Linked DNA regions of Danio rerio: region 2 is linked to region 1. The links are chromatin contacts, called in public HiChIP or PLAC-seq maps. All regions are on one chromosome and are shown on one strand. The core of a region is the stretch at or near the end of the contact, and the rest is flanking DNA. Distances in the headings are between cores, read along the strand shown.

What was found. HiChIP or PLAC-seq counts read pairs in DNA pulled down with a chosen protein or histone mark.
Region 2: an H3K4me3 HiChIP or PLAC-seq map of embryo shows a contact between it and region 1, with 2.8 times the contacts expected there. The contact joins the promoter of ptprna here to the promoter of tmem198aa in region 1. A contact is called at or near these places in 2 of 4 datasets of contacts at active chromatin or transcription factors (embryo and gastrula embryo).

What each region holds. Positions count from the first base shown.
Region 1 is chr9:7,529,090-7,533,474 of GRCz12tu, reverse strand. It overlaps tmem198aa (transmembrane protein 198aa), which reads right to left and starts at 1,594. Exons shown (of 5, transcript XM_686856.10): 1 at 1,292-1,594.
Region 2 is chr9:7,622,513-7,627,107 of GRCz12tu, reverse strand. ptprna (protein tyrosine phosphatase receptor type Na) reads right to left here and starts at 1,303. Exons shown (of 23, transcript NM_001130588.2): 1 at 992-1,303. The coding sequence starts at 1,067. LOC141376068 (a long non-coding RNA gene) reads right to left here. Exons shown (of 3, transcript XR_012385157.1): 3 at 1,622-3,165.

The DNA of each region.
Region 1 (4,385 bases), core at 345-2,844:
AAAAAAAATAAACAAAACCTCAAACTGCTTTGGAACAAGTCAAGGTTGAATAAGCCAGAAATTATTTTTTTGTCTGAATTATGCCTTAAATGTAAAAGGTGTCAGACATAGATTCTTTCAAAAATGTTTGCCCTAAAAATTGTACTGTATCAGGCAGAAATAGATCAGGTCTGAACTGTGAATGTGGACTTTTTTCAACACCAGTACATAAACCCTGTATTCAGTGAAGTCTCTAAACCAAGAGGGCAATTTCAGAGAGCAGGAGTCCCATAGGCTATAGCTGCTAAAAGTATGGACATATTTAACTTAAAATTCTATGGTAGAAACATTTTCAAATTATATTAATCCTGACTTGAAAATGACTGCAATTAAGTTTAAAACTTGTTTTTTTTTATTCAAATTATGCAAATCAGTAAAAAAAACTAAATTAACCTTGTAAAATTTCATTACAACTTAAAACCACCATGATTATACCTCAGATGACTCAAGTAAAGAAGTAAACAAAAGAAAACGATCCTGAAATATATATAGACACCTTTAAGCACCCCTGTTAAATATAACATAATGTAACTATTAATAACATAATGATGTAAACCATATTTATCTGCCTATGTAGAAATATTTATTAGAGTTTATACAGGATAACATTGACAGATAACAAAACAATAAGCGAGTTCTGTCGTGATGAACACGTGACTTCTTCCAGCTATCGAGCTCGCGATCAATCCCGCTTGTTTTCACGGCGGACAACGACAGAAATGTTGGCAATATTTTTTACACCACCAAGGGATGTAACGGTACATATTGTACTGGCAGCTTGTTGCTGCTGTCGTGACACGGAGCTCAGCTAAGATGCACACCATAGAAGAAAAACAACCCTATACGGCTTAATGTACACAGCGCGAGAAACAAAAGAGCCACACAATGGGCTGAACAATGGCTCAACGACAGCGAATACGCTGCCAAAAAACCATCATCTGGTGTACATATGAATGAGATTTGAAATTCGAGACAACCTACTTAAAAGCACTTTTCCCCTTGTGAGATAGCCTTACTACAGTATAGCATGGTAATTCGTCATGTACGTTGTAAGTAACGTTTACCACACTGGACAAAGGACTGCACAAACCCTCCAACATATAACCGTATAAGGGTTAGTGATACCAAAAATACATGCAGAATATTTTTATGAAATGAAAGGGTTTACAAACTACTTTGGTTAAAACAACAGTTTAAAATCAGGCTTATAAAGAACTTAACGTTACATGATGAAAAAAATCACATAACTTACCGCCGTGACAGCTCGACAGCAGAGGGTTTATTTGCTTACAGCAAGCACTGATAATTCAGTTTTAGCATCCTTTTGTGACAATGTTTTCCCTCATTCCGAAGCATTCAGAATCCAGTCTGTGATCTAATAACAAGACAACTAACGTTAGTGTGTCACGATGTTGAGCCTACAGCGTGAAACCGGTTCACTTAAATGGTTAAAACGGGTCCAGATGCTTTCATATTGATTCGATATCATGATAACCCTGGCTTTTTCGCATCCCTCCGGTTTTCCTTTCTTCCTAGTGTGTATCTGATGGCACTCAGTGTTTTCATTTTGATTCACATGCTCCGTGTCTTCGGAGTGAACCATTCGCCGAGAGCGGGGGGAGGCGCACAAAGGGGCCTCCGTGAATGAAGCGCCCCATTCAGTGTTAGCTTTTTAAACTTGGACATAACATGCATGAAGGCTTGAAAGACATTGGGTTTTAATCTCTTTGTGGTACAGAAATGCATGGTTTAAAGGGATAGATGGTTCTCCCAAAAATGAAAATTTCCTCACGATTTACACTCAAGTGGCTCTTAACTTTTATGAAATTCTGTCGAAGACAAAGTAATACTGAATAATGTTGGAAGCCAGCAACCAAAGAAACAAAAAATACTATGGAAGTCATTGAAAGTTTCCAGCATTGTTCAGTATTTCTTCCTTGTGATTTCTCATGCACCATGACCAGATTTTTGAGATCTTGGGCTTTTTGGCTTTTAAAAGCCTTTTAAATGTTCTTTGTTGTTTTTGGTTTCAATGCACTGGACACATTTTTAAATGTTTCTTTATTAATTTGTGTCTGTAACTTTCAATTGAAATAGGCTTTAATTATATATTCCAGAACTTCTCCAAAACTGAGGCAACTGTCTGTCAATGGTTATGCTTTCTGTGATAGCAAATGCTCTGACAAAATCATCAAGAACTTCATTTTACAGTCACAATTTCCAAATCTAATTAGAAGAGAATTCCTGTTTAAGGATTTTTACAATGTTGAACTTAAAAGAGTAAGGAAAAAATATTTGTCTTTTCCTCTTACTCCTAAAGTTATGGAGGTAAGCTTTAAAATATTATATGAGATCTATCCTACCAAAGATTTTTTCAAGATTAAAATTTAATTTTGATGTGAATGATTGTGGTTTTTTTTTTATTTTATTTTATTTTTTATTTTTTTTTTTTTGTGAAAAAGAGATGGAGAGTTTGGAACATGTTTTTTTATCATTGTGACATGATGTTTCCCTTTCAGTCAGAGGTACAGACGTGTTACATTTCCCTCCACTCACTGTAAAGACTGCTAAGTTTGGTATCTTACTTGAAAACAAAGGCTTTCATTTTGCTGTCAATGTTCTATTATGTTTTGGAAAATTCTTTATTGACAAATGCAGATGGTCCAAATCTACTCCTAAATTTAATCCGTGGATGAATGAGGTAAAACTTCTTTGCAAATCTGTAAAATTGGTGAATGGAAAAAAAAGCCCTTAAGCTTATGTATTTTCCGGACTTTTATAATTAAATTAAATTTTCAAAGCCTGTATATTATTTTTATTTTAATATAATTTTTGTTTCATTGCAATTTATTTTAAAACTGTTCTTTTTTTTATCCTTGAGCCGCATATTATGTTTGCCTATTTCATTACTCAACCTTGAGATGACGGTATTTAATATTGTTTGTACCATTTTGTTTATGTTTAGCTTGATACAAAAAAATAATAAAAATTGAAAAGCTTCCATATTTTTAGACCATTTTCTTTAAAAAGATTCTGTTTTCGAGCCATAAATCCCTGTTTTAGCAGCACACAGAGACTACAGTTTGAAGTGTTATAAATTGGTGTAGCTTTTAAAATCTTTAATAGATGAAGAAACATTTTAGGATTCATTTTAATGCTGTATGAGCAATGATTTATGATTGATTTATAACTTTTGGCATAATTTTTTTCAGAGGTGTTTGAATTACAGATTGTACACTGTTGCTAAAAAGAGTTGCACTGTTGCACTGTTCACTATGGGGTGTGTTTCCCAAAAACATCGTTAGCCAACTAAGGTCGCAAGGACTGTCATTACAAGCATAGTTTGTTAATTTGCCGTTTCCCAAATCCGTCGATTCAACGAACATTCGCAAACTGCGTAGCAAACTCAAGCACTCGCAACTACAGCTCTGGAGCTGTAGTCAAAAACAGTTCCTAGCTGTGTTCTATTGCCACTTATCCCCCCTATGCCCTATTCATTAAGAACCTTCTAATATTCAAAGTTAGAATTAATAAAAATAAAAAAGCATTAAGGCCATCTTCTTTAGGTGTAATTTGCTTTCAAACTATTTTTACACTTCAGTTTTAGCGATCTTCATGTATACAATTGTGTTCCCTTCGTGCACTTTGAAAACATGGATGTCACTTTGAACACAGCCTCAAGCGAAAGCTATAGGTGACCTATTATTTAAAAGGGCAATATATGTTACGTCTCCAAAGCTTGTGAAAACAAAAAGCATACAGTACGTTAATTCTTTTAACTGATAGTGGGTTATTTATTAAGTAGCTGTACTATACATGATATGGGCCTGCTGGTTTACAAGTGTCAAATTGTAAAAGTAGACTTTTCTAAAAAAAATAATAATAATAAACAATACCCTACTTAATCATCATCATCATTATCATCATCATCATCATTAATATTATTATTAAATTATGATTTTTTTATTTCTAATATATAATAATTAAATTAACTAATAATTATCATCATCATCATCATCCTCATAATGATCATTAATATTATTAATATTAATATTACATTAGGATTTTTTCATTTTCTAATATATAATAAAAATATTAAATTTAATTTTATAATGGCCTCATTACTTATTGATTCATATGATTTATATATGATATTAGAATACGTGTTAGCTTTTGTAAGTGATTTGTTTTAGAATAGGATGTCATATTCTCAATAATATTTGTAAAGGAAACAAAGGCTCTATATGTGGCATTTACATATATTTCAGTTAATATGGAAAGCGAGTGCATGTTTTTACCAAAACTAATATTGGATTTTATTTTAAATGCATGTTTGTGTAAAACAA
Region 2 (4,595 bases), core at 54-2,553, 94 kb before region 1:
AATGTCTGTACTCAAGCAAAATATGAATAAATACATAACAAAATTACCAGAAAATTAAATACCCATAAACATATCTATATGTTTTATTTTTCAGGGAGTAAAATTTAAAAGCAAACAGCACAAACTGAGCAGTTTTTGATGGCGGATTTTAAGGGCAGCTAATATTTAACCGCTGAGCTCCACCATTCATAAATGTCCATTGTAAACAACGTGAACAACGCACGAATAAATGAAATAGCTAAAAACCGTAAACAAACAAACAAATCTCCCACAAACCGTGCAAATGTACCACAGAGACTGTTATTTGAGAACTAAAGATGATATAGGCGATATATTTAAGAATAATTAGACGACAACATATTCCAGAAAACAAATTTGCAAATGGGTCACTCCTTCAGTGTCGCCAAGGATACAGAGAAGAGTCGTTTTGATTGGTCGGACCAGAGACGGGAGAGAGTAGAGTATTTTTATTAAATAAATAATGCCTGGATGATATGTATTGTGTGATTCATACACAGGTTACCGAGCAGATAAAGTGTCTAGATGCTTCCAAAATAAACTAAATGAGCATTGCCCCTCTCCATGGTGCTGAAACGCTGCTCTTCACTCAACGACTCCTCGTCTACATACTGTCCATTTCCACCAGTTGCGTGACACAGATGAAAACAGCTCGGCTTGAACATTAAACACTCTTTTTGATGCATGTTTTGGGTGTTCAGAATATTAGCTGAAGTCAATGAGTGTCAAACACAATATGCTAATATTGTCAAAATTGATTTAAAAAAATACAGATTAGCCTACATTACAAGTAAATGAGATTTTCACCACACAAAGCTAAACACTTGCTTTGATTAGAGGCGTTTGCAATATTATAGCTAGTAAATGTGCTCCTATCGTTGTCATAGGCCTTAAAAACACACCGTGTCCGTGCACAATGCAACAGATTCCATTGATAATAAGACTTTTTCCTTCTCTCCACATTAACACCTACCGTATTTGCCTGTCATCCCAAGCTGACAGAAGACAGAGATCAAAAACAGGGCTCTCCATACTCGTGGATGCATCATATTAACTCTATCCACGGGAGTGAAGTCGGCGCGCGTTGTTTTATCGCCCTCCGTCAACAACTTAAATCCACATTTTGTCTGTCGGTGCCGCAGGCTTGTGCTAAAAGCTCGTGTAGCACAAGTGACGGACACGTCAGGTAAGACAAATTAACTGTAGGCTTTCGTTTTAGGCAGTAATAAACACACACACACACACTGGGAGACGTGTACGAATGGACAGAATTTCCGGTGCGGATCTGGAGCGGGAATCACGATCTTCCCCTTATCTGTGTGACGGGGACCCGCAATTACGTCATAGGGGGACCAGGCAGGGGATTTGTGAAGAGCTTTTCATGCATGCATACGGAATTAAAGGAAGTTTAGAGACTATATACATAAAACTGCTGCTTTCTTTGCCTGTGAGATGAAAGAATGTGTGTGTGTCTGTTATTTTCGGTCACTGCAGATGTTGATAAAATCCTTCTGTTGTCAATAATTTCCTCCTTCCAGGAAGAGACTGTGGAGAAAATGACATCACATATCACTGAGGAAAGGATGGGTAACACATTTTCTTTAAAGACCAATCCATCTCAAATAAATGTCCATTTATTTGAACCATATAACATGCTGTAAAGCCTTTATGAACAAATAGTAATTTTTTTGAAGCATGTAAAGTAACCTGCTTGAATTAGTCAGTTGTGGTTATTCTACACTGTTAATTATTATTATAAATTACACAGTATTTAACTGTAATATGAACAGTTTTTACTGTAGTTATGCAGTACTGTATATTTAAAGTTGCATTGTGAAAACGACTGCTTCACATAAAGATATACAATACTGTAACTACATTCACAGCAAGGTAAATGGTGCTGAAAATGTAAATACAGCATTTTTACTGTAACGGATTTACAGTAAGTCACTGGCGAAGTGAACGTTAATATGAACTGTGTTTAACTGCTGGACAGTTATGCAGTACTGGATTTTAAAATTGCATTGTGTAAATTACTGTATATTTTACAGTAAATATATACAATACTGTAAATATACAGCAAGGTGAATGTTGCTGTAAATGTAAATACCGTATTTTTGCTGATTTACAGTAACTTACCGGCAAATTGCTGCCAGTACGTTACCGCACTGTAAAAAATGATATGATCAATTAGTCCTGACAGCATGTGTTTTCAGGTCATTGTAACATATTTAACTAAGTTAATCATGTTCTAACTTAATTGTATGAGTCACGCAAGCTGTTTTAAGTCAGTATAACTTAATATAAGTTCAATGGACATATCAGGTTAATTTGATTCAGCTTAAAAATTTAAGGCAACAAGGATTTTTTTACAGTGTGTAGATTTTGCAGGAAATTGGTAACAGTGTATAGTTGTCGAGGTAATAAGAGTTTAATTTAGAGTAATTTAGAGTAATTGTGAGTCACTTCAGCCGCAGTTTTCAGTTTTATAAATACTCTTTCCCCTGATTTGCAAGTCTTTTCAGGTCTCAAACAAAATGGTTTTAAAAAATAACAGATAGTTGGGGATAAGAGAAATAAAATTGTAAAAAAGTGAGATTTTTAACGGCGACGCAGTAGCGCAGCAGGCAGTGGTGTCGCCTCACAGCAAGAAGGTCTTGGTCGCTGGTTTGAGCCTCGGCTGGGTCAGTTGGCGTTTCTATTTGGAGTTTGCATGTTCTCCCTGTGTTCGTGTGGGTTTCCTCCACAGTCTAAAGACATGCGGCAGCGGTACAGGTGAATTGGGTAGGTTAAATTGTCCGTAGTGTATGAGTGTGTGTGTGAATGAGTGTGGATGTTTCTCAGAGATAGATTGCGGCTGGAAGGGCTGCGTGCAAACGTGTAAAAATGAATATAAGATTTTTTAACGAATGTTAAAACTCCTGCATAGACTGTATAACTTATTTTTTTCTCGAATGGTAATAATGTTGTGCAGTGGAAATGAAATACTGCTTCATATGGCGTTTCTGTCTTTGTTGTTGTTGTTGTTGTTGTTGTTGTTTTAAAACGTGATATAAACGTCTTTTAGACAGTTGACAAATATGAGAATTTCCTTTGTGTTCTTCATGAATTGTCTTCGTGTCACTCCATCTAGGGCAGAGGAAACCACTGTGATGGAAAAAACAAAACAATGTCAGAGACAGTCATCATTTATACGTCACCATAATCTGCCTCCTCTTGAGACAGTAACACAAACACGTCATATTTGTAAGGAGTTTCTTATGATTGTTAAACTGAGCTGTGGTGCCACCTGCCGTACTGACATTGACAGTGCAGTACTACACCCTGCAGCATTTAGGCTAGACAGCGTAAGATTTAATTTATGAACATGGCTTTGCAACTAGACTGCATTACAAAATAATGACCAAACTAATACGATTTTTTGCATAATTTCAAAATACTTACCATTATGAAAATAAGATTAAGTTGAAGTGCTAATATAAAATAAGAAAATCCTTTGTGTTGTAAAATGTTTTGGCATACAGTACAGTAGATTTGTTTGACAACTTTGTATTTGCTAAATGCAAGTGTGTGTAGGCCACAAGTAGTGCAATAAGTAAAAAAATGAGTATACAAAACTAAGTATACATTTATACACACAAAAAAATACTTACCTCATATATATATATATATATATATATATATATATATATATATATATATATATATATATATATATATATATATATATATATATATATTTAGAATGAGCTGAAATTATTTTTTTAATAACTTCAGTCCACTTAATTGATTTGTCTTGGGACAACATGGATGAATTGTGTGGAGTTTCTGTTGAGCACTTATTTTGAAAAATGTTAGAAGCCTCTGACCATTGAAAACAAACATAATGCAAGTTGATGGTTTCAGGTTTTCATCATGTTTTTTTTTTTTTTTTTTCTAAATATTTTCTTTTGTTGTCAAAGAAGAAAGAAATTCAAACAGGGTTGTGACAAGTGTGCAAATGAGCAAATGATGACAGAATTTTCAGTAATGGCTAAACTTTCCCTTTAAATAAGAACATGCTATACTTAAAGTCCAAAAATAGTAAACTATAAGTAGAAAACTGAATATATTCATGTGTAAAAAAACTACACAATTAGTAAAAACTAAATAATCAGTATAAGTCAAAGTTTACAACTGTTATGAATAAAATATACTACTGATTGGTTTTATTTAATAAACAATTTTAAGTGGTTAATTTATTCTGAATTGAAATAGCCCACTTACTATTAAAAATAATAGCTCATTATTGGCACTAAATTACCTCCATGAAGAATCTTTAGCATCCTTGAAACATTTTAATCTCACAAAGGGTTATATAAACAATCTTGACAGGAATGGTTCTTTAAGAACTGTTCATTAAAATATTCTTTGCGGAAACTAAACCGTTCGTACATCTTCACCCAGATAATAGTTTTAGAACATTTATTTTTAAGTGCACAGATTTTCAACATGTACATTTAAGACGCTGAAAAAATATTCAAGGATGATTCATTGGATTTACAAAAGTTTTTAAATGGTTGTAAAATTGTGTTTAG